2 separate regions of the Xenopus tropicalis genome follow, and region 1 is linked to region 2. A link is a contact called in public Hi-C data. All regions are on one chromosome and are shown on one strand. The core of a region is the stretch at or near the end of the contact, and the rest is flanking DNA. Distances in the headings are between cores, read along the strand shown. Region 1 holds the start of abhd17c (abhydrolase domain containing 17C). Region 2 overlaps LOC100491930 (cell surface hyaluronidase).

What was found. A called contact is a pair of places that touch in the nucleus more often than the background predicts.
Region 1: a Hi-C map of neurula embryo shows a contact between it and region 2, with 1.6 times the contacts expected there. The contact joins the promoter of abhd17c here to the enhancer-like site in region 2. A contact is called at or near these places in 2 of 5 Hi-C or Micro-C datasets (brain and neurula embryo).

The regions. Positions count from the first base shown.
Region 1 is chr3:108,849,298-108,855,245 of UCB_Xtro_10.0, reverse strand. abhd17c (abhydrolase domain containing 17C) reads left to right here and starts at 4,509. Exons shown (of 3, transcript NM_001004867.1): 1 at 4,509-5,170. The coding sequence starts at 4,638.
Region 2 is chr3:108,787,129-108,792,940 of UCB_Xtro_10.0, reverse strand. All of the region lies in intron 3 of LOC100491930 (cell surface hyaluronidase), which reads left to right. Among named protein-coding and RNA genes, the nearest start is that of cemip, 11 kb to the right of the region's middle. Within about 2 kb of position 3,745, at least 6 of the 11 cell types and tissues checked have an H3K27ac peak or open chromatin away from gene starts, as enhancers often do. A contact at or near this core is called in neurula embryo, where this site is marked.

The DNA of each region.
Region 1 (5,948 bases), core at 3,260-5,759, 62 kb before region 2:
AACAGTGTACAATTCTTTGTAATTGCTGTGCAGCCCTTGGGTCTATACAAAGTAGACAAGCAAACATACTCAGCAGAGAAAAACACATTAGTCCATCAGTTTGAACCTCTCACAAAACCCCCTGGCAAGAACACACTTGAGCTCTAATGTAGTTAATTATCAGTTGGAATATGTATTTTTGGATAGCTCTTTTTCATCTCCAAAACATCAGCTACAAACAAGCTAACCATAATGAAATTCCAAGGCAAATCAATCTGCAACATGATTTTCGAAAATATTTGCAGATCACATGGTCTGTATACCATTAATTCCTAACTTGAACTTAAACATGTATTGGCTTGTAAAATAGCTTGTTAGACTGTCAGTTGCATTTCTTTCTCTGTGTCTGTTTCACTGCAGGTTTTAATGAGAATGCCATTACCACCCTCAGGAAAAAGCATTGTTTGTATACTAAATCAGAATGGTTTTAACTGTATCATATGACTAAACTCTTCCTCATTGACTGTAAGCTCTTCAGGAATGGAAGTTCATTCCACCTGTGTATTAGATCTCATAGCACTTCTGTGTCTACTCTGTTATTCTTTATTTAAATAGTGCACCCTTGTTTAAAATGCTGTTATCAGATATCTTGGGGCCCTGTGAAAACAATTTCTCTGGGGCCCATGCAAGTTATTTGTCTAGGGCTTCATGATGAAAAAGTAGTACTTTTTTACGCCTCTTGTATGTGCTACACAAAAGATTGCCTAGCAGGTAGGTAGTTTTTTCTATGACAAAATGTTGAACTTGATGAAAGTGTTTGTTTCTCAACAAGAGCAACTATGATACAAACTCACAAATCATTTCACTGAAAAGCAGGAGTCTAACTATAGAGGAAACATACCTTTTTTTTTTGCAAAGTACTTTAACCTTCTCTTTTGCCTCTTTATATCTTGCTATTTAAAAAGTTGCATCACTTCTAGGATCAGTGATACTTACAACACGAAACAGTTGAACATATAAAAAGCATTTTATAGCCAGTGGAATGCTTACTGTTTTAGCTGAAGAACTGGTAACTGGCCTGCAACTTGGCCATCTATTAACTCTTAAGGGCTTCTTAAAAATCTAGGGTCCAGACTAATTCCCCTTTCAGCCTTGTGGCTCTCTGTTTCTGGCAGGTTTGCTGTGACATATTCTTTCAATGCTGCTTGCTTCAACCAAAATCCATTAGAACTGCCCAGTCTGTTTGCTTTTTGTGCGGTTCACTGTGACACAATCTCTTCAGATTATTTACTTTACAAGAACAATGTTCAATAATGTTTACTCACTGTATATCACGTAATACTCTGTATTTCATGTAACTACACAATGTTTAATATTGTGCCCTTTGCTATTATGTATTTTTATTGGAATCCAGTTCTGGGTTAATGTAAAACTGTAGGGTCCTTATACCCAAGTGAATGACATCAATAGAAATGCAATGTAAACCACATATATTACGTTTATGGGCATTATTTTTTTAATGTTAGTAATTGGAATATTGTCCAATATGCATTTCTCTATTATAATACATTTTTACCATGTGTACATGCTCGTGGGTACAACAAGGCAGAATAATAATAAATCTAACCCTTCTCCTCCTTTCACCATTACTATTGATGGCTTGACTATTACGCCTGTTAATTCAGCACACAGCCTTGGGGTTATTTTTGACCAGTCCCTCTCCTTCTCTAACCATATTAATAATGCTGCCAAAACCTGAAGCTTTTTCCTCCACAATATTGCCAAGATACACGCCTTTTTTTAACTAGTTACTGCTAAAACACTAATCCATGCCCTTATCCTTTCCTGCTTAAGGTGCCCATACACTATAAGATCCGCTTGCTTGGCGATGTCGAGCGGATCTTCACCCGATATCCCCACCTACGGGTGGGTGATATCGGGTAACAAGTAACTTAAAAAAAAAATAATCCGATCGTTTGGCCTTGGGGCCAAACGATCGGATTACATTAGTGGTTATGTGCAGTCGGTTTGGGGACCGCATCAACGAGCCGATGCGGTCCCCGATCCGACTGGATTTTCTAACCTGGCCGATCGAGATCTGGCCAATTTCAGGCCAGATATCGGTCGGCCAGGCTACTCTGTTCTGCCCATACACGGGCCGATTAGCTGCCGAATCTGTCCAAGGGACCGATATCGGCAGCTATAGTCGGCCCGTGTATGGGGACCTTTAGATTACTGCAATCTCCTATTAACCAGCCTTCCAGACTCCCACCCCTCTGCCCTGCAGTCAATCTTAAGGTGGTCATACACGCAAAGATCCGCTCACTTGGCTAGCAGATCTTCTCCCGATATCCCCACCTAAGGGTGGGTGATATCAGGCTAATTCAGTCGTTTGGCCCCAGAAGTAGAACAACGGGTATAGGCATCCATCGGTTCGGGGACTGCATCAATGAGCCGATGTGCTCCCCGATCCGACTAATTTTCAAACCTGCCCAGTCGAGATCTGGCCAATTTCAGACCGATATCGGCAGCTAGAATCGGCCAGTGTATGGCCACTTTTAAACTCTGCTGCCAGGATCCTCCTGCTCTCTCCTTAGAGGGAACCTGTTAAGGTCCAAGTAATCTCTCTATCATAACGTGGCAAAGGATATCATACAAAATACTTCTGCTAATGTTCAAATCTCTTCACTGGTCTCTCTGCACGTTCTGGTCATCTCCTTTGCTCCTCTTAGGGCCTCCATCTTTTTACACCATCTCGTCTTAAACCTTTCCATCTCGCTGCTCCTTACCTCTGGAACTCTTTCCCTGAATTCCTCCGTAGGGAACATTCACTCACTCTCTTTAAGATAAAACTCAGATGCTACATTCTGGAGCACTAAAACATCATTTTGTCTAGTCCTCTGCTTAAGGGCAAATGCCCATACTTTGTGCACTCTTACCTTACAATTTGTGCCACTTAGATTGTAAACTCTACAGGGCAGGGACCTCCTTCCTACTGTGTCTCATACCACATGGCTCTCTGTGTATTTATACATATTTATTGTTTTTATTATAACATTGCCCTCCCAGTGTATAATTGTAAGATTTTACAGCGCTGCGTATCCTTGTAGCTCTTCATAAATAAAGTTATACAAGTTATACAGTAATACGGAAACAATGAGTTCATGTGCTTAGATGTGCCCACACCTGTCTATAAAACATGTTTTACAAAAAACTCTGTGTAAAGATCACTTTGGTCGTATAATCTCTTCCACTCCTTAACCACTAATATATATATATATATATTTTTATTTTTTAACATATGATCAATTTGGTGGGCCCATGCTAAATTTGTTCAGTGAATTTTTGAAAGCCACTCACAGGCCCCGGCTAGCAATCTGGAGGTTCTGGAAAATGCCAGAGAGGCTGTTGTAAGATGCAACAGACTATTCACTATTTAGTGGGCTGGCGGGGATTGTTTGGGCCTCTGTGTACTTGAAATGCCAGGGCCTATTTTGACTCCTAGTCCAGACCTGATGACACAATTAAAACAAACAACATGCTTGAGGGGTGAGACAAATGTCTGGAATCACCTTGCCCTTTGCTTTCTCCTGTCTTTTGCTGCAAAGTGCCATCCATGTAAGTTGCACCAAGCAGAGACTTAATTGTGGGCTTAGCACTGTGTGACTGTTTGCTCTCACCCCAACTTGCTCATTAGGTTGGAGCTGAATGGAAAACTGTGCATTTAACCAGACTTTCTTTTTACTACAGTGGTTTCCATAACCAAATAGGATAGGATGCCGCAGGAGCATAGTTTAAATCTTTCTTTGAGGTAACTACAATAATATTCTGTGAGAAACAATTGCAAGTGTTTCCCAGCTGCCCGCCATGCTGGAATGGGTCAATTTTTGGCAGTGGCTGATTTTCATCCTGTGTTTCCCTTCACACCAACCCTCTTCCAATCAGAGAGCTGCATCTCCCCAGGCTAGGCTGGGGTTAAAAATTGGTCAGTAAAAATGATGCTTGATCTCACTATTATTAATATGGAATAGATAAATCTACAGAAAGGCAGAAAGCGCGGCAATCCTGTGCTACACACTTGGGTTCCTAGAAAGAAACTAAGACCCTGGTTGTTGAGATCTGCTTAGTAACCTTTAGCTTTAGCCTATGAACCATGTTTCCTTCCCAGGATGCCTCCTGCAAAACACTGAGCCTGTAACATCACGTAAAGCAGCTATATGTACAAACATAATAATATAATATTTGGGAAAAACGCTTCACTTTTATAGCACTGTGCTAATAGCGGTGTATCCGCAACCTTCATCTTCCCAGCTGCTGTACAACGAGCTGCTGAGGGATGCTGGGAATTGTAGTTCCGAAAAGAAGCTAAAACGCGGCTGTGCACGAATTACCTGCGCTCTGTGTTCCTACGCAGCTTGTGTCTCCGCCGTGCTAGGGGGCAGCACTCCCTGCTAGTGTCCGGCCTCGCTTCCCTAGTGCTTCCCCGGAAGCAGCTGCAGGCCGTGCGGGAGCAGCAGTCAGATGAGGAGGTAACTGCGGGCTACCTGGGTGCCAAGGACGGGCACTCCTGAGCCTAAGCGCCGAGCCCCGGTATTGGGTGCTCACCCCCCGTACCCTTCTCCTAGGTCCCGTCCTTTCCTCCGGCCTTGGCCGCCCCAATGCCCGAGCAGGGACCGAGGATGAACGGGTTCTCTTTGGGGGAGCTGTGCTGGCTCTTTTGCTGCCCGCCCTGCCCAAGCCGCATCGCAGCTAAACTGGCCTTCTTGCCCCCGGAGCCCACCTATACCGTGCGGGAGATGGAGGCCCCGGCAGGCACTGCCCAGCCGCCGAGGGAAGAGGGTAGCGGGGAGCCGGCGGCCTGCAGCTTGCACCTGTCGGAGCGGGCGGACTGGCAGTATTCGCAGCGGGAGTTGGACGCGGTGGAAGTGTTCCGATGGCGGACCGAGCGCGGCAGCTGCCTGGGCTGTATGTTTGTGCGCTGCTCCCCCGGCAGCCGATACACGGTGCTCTTCTCCCACGGGAACGCGGTGGATCTGGGCCAGATGTGCAGTTTCTATATCGGCCTGGGCACCAGGATCAACTGCAACATCTTCTCCTATGATTATTCCGGCTACGGGGTGAGCAGCGGCAAGCCCAGCGAGAAGAACCTCTATGCGGACATCGAGGCGGCCTGGCACGCCCTGAGAACTCGGTAAGGCGGCGGCATGAGTCCGTGGTACGGCCGAACCGTGCGGCACCGTAACCATGGGCTGGGGTTGGATTAGCCAGGGGTACCGAGCAGCGGCCTACTGGCTTCTGTGGCACCAAACCACATACTTATTGCCATGTCTCAATGATGAATGCTTCTTTGTTTCTCAAGATCAGAATACCCTTTTGTACTATTAGGCACCCTACTGTATCACATATAGCTTGGTTTATTCACACCCACAAAGGATTGAAGGTGACATACTCTGGCCAGTACTCTCAAGTATTAGGCCCATCACCCTATGGCTGAGATACTATACGTGTGGCTTTCTATTGTTCCATACATTCAGAGCTGCAGGAAGTGAAGATTTGCTGTGGCGCTTACTCGGCTGCCCATGCACCAGGAACGGGCTATCATGGTACATCAGCACATTCCAATTGGAAACGTGGCCGATCCGCAAACCGACCCATACCCATATTACAAAGATATTGGTCAGACCGTCCTAACACATACACATATCGAAAATAATACAAAATGAAATTTTATCTGTACATGTATGGCCAGTTTGATGTGTATTACCTCAAATGTTATCCAATATTCCCAAGATAACCCAGTGTGCCGCACAAATGGCTGTGTACCACACTGACTTATACATTTCTCTTTATATATACACACGCACACACACAACACCAAAGCTGCAAGAAGAGCCCACAAGCTGCAGGTTAAACAACTGAGCAAACCTACTTCATCGCTTTCCATTTTGCCCCAGTCAGTATGTGTATCT
Region 2 (5,812 bases), core at 2,496-4,995:
GCTCTCCACCATGTATGCTAGAGAAATTCCGTCCCTCAGCACCGCAGAAGTTGGACAGCACTGTTGTAAATGAAAAGTAATGAACAACTACTGCCGGAATCTAAATATTTTACATCCACAAGTGCAGTGAGCAAAGTGCAATTTTTTCCGCAGAGTTCTGATGTCATTGTGGAAGGAAATGGGCAATTCACAGTTGTGTCTGAATTGCAATGGACACAAATGTGCGCAAAACAGGTGCAATTGCACCAAATATTTTTGGCATCATTATCAGTGTCCAGAGCACAAGTGAGGTGTGTGCCCTATTCATTTGATGCATTGGTTCCCTCAGTAATCTGCGTCTATTGATGCAGGGTGCTGAGGGAACTCTGGAGCTACCGCCTGGTCAGGAGGTGGTTGGTAGCTCCTGGATTCCCCCCTAGCTCTTAGTTTGGAAAGGAAGGCAGGAAAGTTTAAGCGGCAATTATATGGGAGTGCAAGGAGCGCATTTTGGTTAAAGTACCTTAAATGAAAGTGGTTTTACGTGCAACTGACTGTTGGTAAATTGCAGGGACCACAACTGTGCTTGTGGACATAAATAAGCCTTTTTGTTCAAAAACAACATTTTTGCAAATGTGCGGTTCTAATCTATTTTATGAATGTTGCAACATAGGAACAAACTAAATAGAAATTGTGGCATGTGCAAAAGATTGGACACCCTCCCACTTGTTAGGTGATAAACTGCAAGGTCCCTGATCCTAATTATTCTTGTGAAGTTTTTAATAAAAACCATAAAAACCCTAATTACCTTATTAGGCCTTAATAGCCATTCTAGCTATACAGTCCCTGCCATAATCCCAGCTCTGTCGGTGGATAAGCACAGGCTGACAATCCGCCCCTACTCATAAACATTTTTCTAGTTGTATATAACAAATACAAAAGTAAAAAGTCATTGTTGCTCAAACTCACCACATGGAAAAGCAGCCTGTGAAACAGTGTCCTGGTCAGAAAGTCAGGTGCAGTCTCCTAGCTGTGTCAATCCAGAGGGTGAAAAAAAAAGGTCTCCGCACTCCAAAAACTTGAGTTAAAAATATGGATCTTTATAAGCACAGTATAAGAACACACAGCGGCATCAAACACCTGGCGCGTTTTGGGTGCATCCACCCTAAATCAGTTGTGCCTGCACCTGGAAGCACTAAATCCACCCGGGTGCCTTAATCCCAGTTTTGAGCTGCTACTGGCCAGTCCAGTGTTGCTCATAGGGCAAGGGTACATGGGGTGGATTGTCAGTCTGTGGATAAGCGCAGGTTGACAATCCGCCTCTACACTTAAACATTTTTCTAGTTGTGCCTGCACCTGGAAGCACTAAATTCACCTGGATTCAGGTGTACCCAGATGTATTCAACAACAAATCCACCAAGTCTTGCATTTATTGGCGGATATTGGGTGCAGGCGTGTGCCTGCTTCTGGGTGAATTCAATGCTGTTGGCTGCAGACACAACTTTAAGCGTGGGGCAGATTGACTGCCTGCACTGGTGACCTGGTGTCATGGTCATGAGTGTCAAGCTTATGTTGCATAGTGACACCTAGTCAGGCATCCACAAAGAGGCAGCACTACAAAAAACTGGCTAAATAGCCAGCTTAATTTATTCCTGCTATGGGATGTTTAGATGCCATCTATGTCCAATGAGATATTCTAAAAGATACGTTATAGATATCTGAGCAATAATAATTCTTAAAGCGATACTGACACGAAAAAATTACTTTTCAAATTATGAATCTACATAAAAAGTTACCTATAGGCCATGTTGATCTTTTTTCACTGTTAGGGCTGCTTTTGTAAGTAATTGTTGCTTAAAGTTCCTAAACCTGTTTTGCCAACCTGACTGTCCCTTCTCAGCCTGTCAGTTATAGCTTCTAATGCTAACAGCCTACTGCTGCACAAATATGGCTGCCCCCTCATAGAAGAACATTGGGGATCAGATAAGGAATGGAAAAACATCAGGAAATACTTTTTTGGCAAAATTATAAAGCTCATGCAAAGTCAATGTTATGACAGATGTAAAAAAGGTTTCATTTCTGGTGTCAGTATCTCTCCAATAAAGAAAGTCCATGTGACAACTGCACAACAAATGATTTACCACTTTGAGTAAATGCTTAATTCAGTTGTTATCACAGTTAAAATATAGTATTGATCAGGCCCAGACTGGAATTCAAAATAGGTCCTGGCAACAGCCCCCCCCATCAGCCCACTACATAGTGACTGTTTATGGTATCTTACAGTAGCACCTCTGGCATTTGCCAGAACCCACAGATTGCCAGCCAAGCCTGGTATTGATGGTGGCATTACTTTCAGTCACTTGCAGTTCCCAAAAGAAACAGAACTACTGGCAATAATGTGTGCAACTTTATGCTGCAGGCAAAACAAATGATAGTGGAGTTGAAATTCCAGAAATATAGCTTCTCCCAGAAAGAGCAGACTCCCCAAATGGAAGTATGTGAATAGGTCCCTCATAAAGTGTTTGTGCTGTTTTTGCAGCATATTTCAAAATTAAGGGGAACATAAACTATGCCTGCCACTGAATCGTCCATAAACTAGATGGAATTATGGAGCATATTTATTAGAGTGAAATTCCCCTGCTCTCCATTCATTTCTATGGGATATTTAAAGATACTTTATTATCTCTCACCCATCTCATTCACCCATTGATCAATGGCTCTTTAAAATCCCATAGAAAAGATTAAAGAGTGGCATAATTTTACCCATTGATAAATATGCCCCATAATTCCAGCTAGTTTCTGCAAAATCCAGCATCAGGCATAGTTTTAAGAAAAGATGAAATTCGGGGGAATGACACACAGTGCTACAGCAGGCAATTTAAGTTTTGTTGGGGTTTTTTTTAGCCTGAAAGTATGGTGCCCAAATCAACCCACCAATTGTTGAACCTTTTCACAAGCCCTTGTGTCAGTCAGGTACTGAGATTCATAATAGGCCCTCGCTTTTCAGGTACAAACAGCCCCCTACAGGCCCAGTAAATAGTTACTGTCAGTCCGTTTGGCATTTGCAAAACCCTAGACATTGCCACTCTGGGCTGGTGTCAGTGCATTTTTTTAGGGAGCAATAGATCTAAAGCTTGTCTCTTTTTTTTTAGGCTGCTGCCATTTTTCAAGTTTGACATGACTTATATTCAGGTCTATATGGGGCGACTTCAGCCTATTTTGATCTGCTTTTTCAGGGATTATAGTGCCCAAAGTAGCCCTGTCTGCTGTTACCATTATCAGTACTTTGCTACTTATATCAAATGAAGAAATGTTCTGTCTGTGCAACAACTTTGCCCACATACAAAAATCCACATAAAAAAAGTTAATGTGAAATAAATCCAACTTATAAAAGGGGCCTATTTTCCATTAAATGCTAATTTATTACAGGGTATGGTTGCAGTTAGATAGCATGAACCAGACTGCCCTTTCTGGAGTTTGATGGATGTTTAATGCAGAATATTGAAGTACTTTTTCTTGTTTGGATGCTGTTCAACACCATCTGTTTATAATCTCTAGGTCGTTATACCCAAATAATTCTTTGCATGGGAATAGTACTATCAAAGTTGAACTAGAAACAAATTAAAGTTAACTTTAGTGGGTGATTCAAATGCAATTGAGTCTTTATCCTGATGGATTAAAATTAAACCTCTGCAATATGTGTAACTGCAGGGCATGGGATTCATTTCTGTTTTACGGACTTATCAGGACACTGCAGCCAAGAAGCGTTGCTGCCCCCTCTGGTAGAGTAGGTGTAATGTCAAGTAAGGCCGATGTATTCATTCTCAGCAAGTGTCCTGCAATATGTTATACATTCTGTTACATAAAGTGGCAGATTTATTAAAGGTCAAGTTTAATCCTTTCATGATTTTTTTCCCTCATTAATTAAAAGGCCGCTTTAATAAATCTGCCACTTTATGTAACAGAATGTATGACGTATTACAGGACACTTGCTGAGAATGAATATGTCGGCCTTACTTGACGTTACACCTACTCTACCAGAAATTGCTGGTCTGAGAATATGTCTTGATCATTTACATGTAGGAAATAAATTGTCACCAATAATAATAAACAGCAGAAAAAGATTTTTTCTGCTCTGGCAAAACAAATTGAAAACACTTTCTTTCTTATTTTACTCTATTTTTTGCCACATAATGTAAAATCAGAGTGCAAGATTAGGGTAAAAATGTAGCAAACACTTATTGCATTTAAATTACCTGATTTTCCTATACGTGCCCCCTCAATTTTCACATGATCTGGTAGCCTTACCACAGCTGGGAGACTTTTTTTTATTGGAGATTGTGTTATCCAAGTTTTACAGTTATCGGCAACCTAAAGAAACGCAGGAAGCCGGAGATAGGACTGGAATGTGTGGCACTGAGATGTTTGCAGCATGGGGAAGAGGTAAAGCCAAGATCTGGTTTACATTTATGAGCTGTGGCTATGACAAGAAGACAGCAATCTGCACATGGGATTATTCTTTCTACCTAGAAGAAAACTTCCCATATCCCACCCACTGATTGGGCAGAACTCCTAGGAGGCTGATAACAGTTCTTCATGTGTAGTCCCACGGATACAGATGTAGCATTGGGAGGCTACCGTAGAGGAAATGTCCTAATACACCAGGGACACAGCCCTGATTTCCCTGCCAAATGTATGTCTGGGACAAGTATCTCCTTCTATCATTTCACACTCATGCCATGCACGCACACACACATACAATTTATAAGTGTTCACTAGTTACAAGAAAATCACAGCCAAATATAAGATGATTTTGTCCACAATAAAGAAGGATTCATTCATTCACAATTAATTTACTGCGAAGCATCATATAACATTTTTATTATTATATTTAGAAACCCTATAGTGGCCTCCATCAAGAGACAAAAAAATTAAAAGTAAAATAAAAGGAAGAAAAATATTAGTTGGACAGTGAATTACATATATTTTTATGAATTATTTTTTTAGCATTTTTCCAAAGCACAGGGCACCAGTCAATTGAGAATATGGCATCACTACCACTTCCTGCCTGCACAACTGGGCAGTAGCCTATGGTAACCAATGCATTCCACAGTGGGTCCATAGAAGCATACAAGTGAACAAAATGGCAGTGAACTGCATAGAGTGAGTCCCACCCGAAGTAACTAAAGTTAGCAGCTATCAAATAATAGTAGGACATCATATTAGAAAATGGCAATTGCACTTGTAAACCTGTAAATCCTGCAAAAAGTGTAAAATTCAAGCAAATCATAAACTGAATCATGCATTCCATGCATCCCTATATAATAGTAAGCAAAAGAATACATGATAGTCTTATATTAGCACATTTACAAATGTAATTTCCAATATATGAAACGGCTGTTACTGGCTACAGACTTTTTGTTATTATGGGTGGAACTCAATCTTAGGAATACAAATAAAACAGAGAATCCGGGGGCCCTTCATGCAATTTCCTAAATGTAAAAAGGCCACAAAACCCCAAGATATAAGATTGCAAACTCTCCCTGCCTTTAGGCCCAGATCCTTTCTGGATAAATTCAGGCGGAACTCAGCATATTGGAGGGTCTTACTTTTTTGTTATATCAGCCCTGCACTTTACATATTTTGTGGTTTGTATGTTTGGAACTGGTTTTGTTTATTATTACTTTTTTACCCTCTTTCCTGAATATACAATTCCCTGGCACAGATGAACTTTGGTGTGGTTGTGTGGGTCTGACCTGATGTGTCTGGAATCACATTTTGTAGGTAGGCAATGCAGCCTGGGGGAAACAGCTCTTTCACCACCCAGATTATTCTG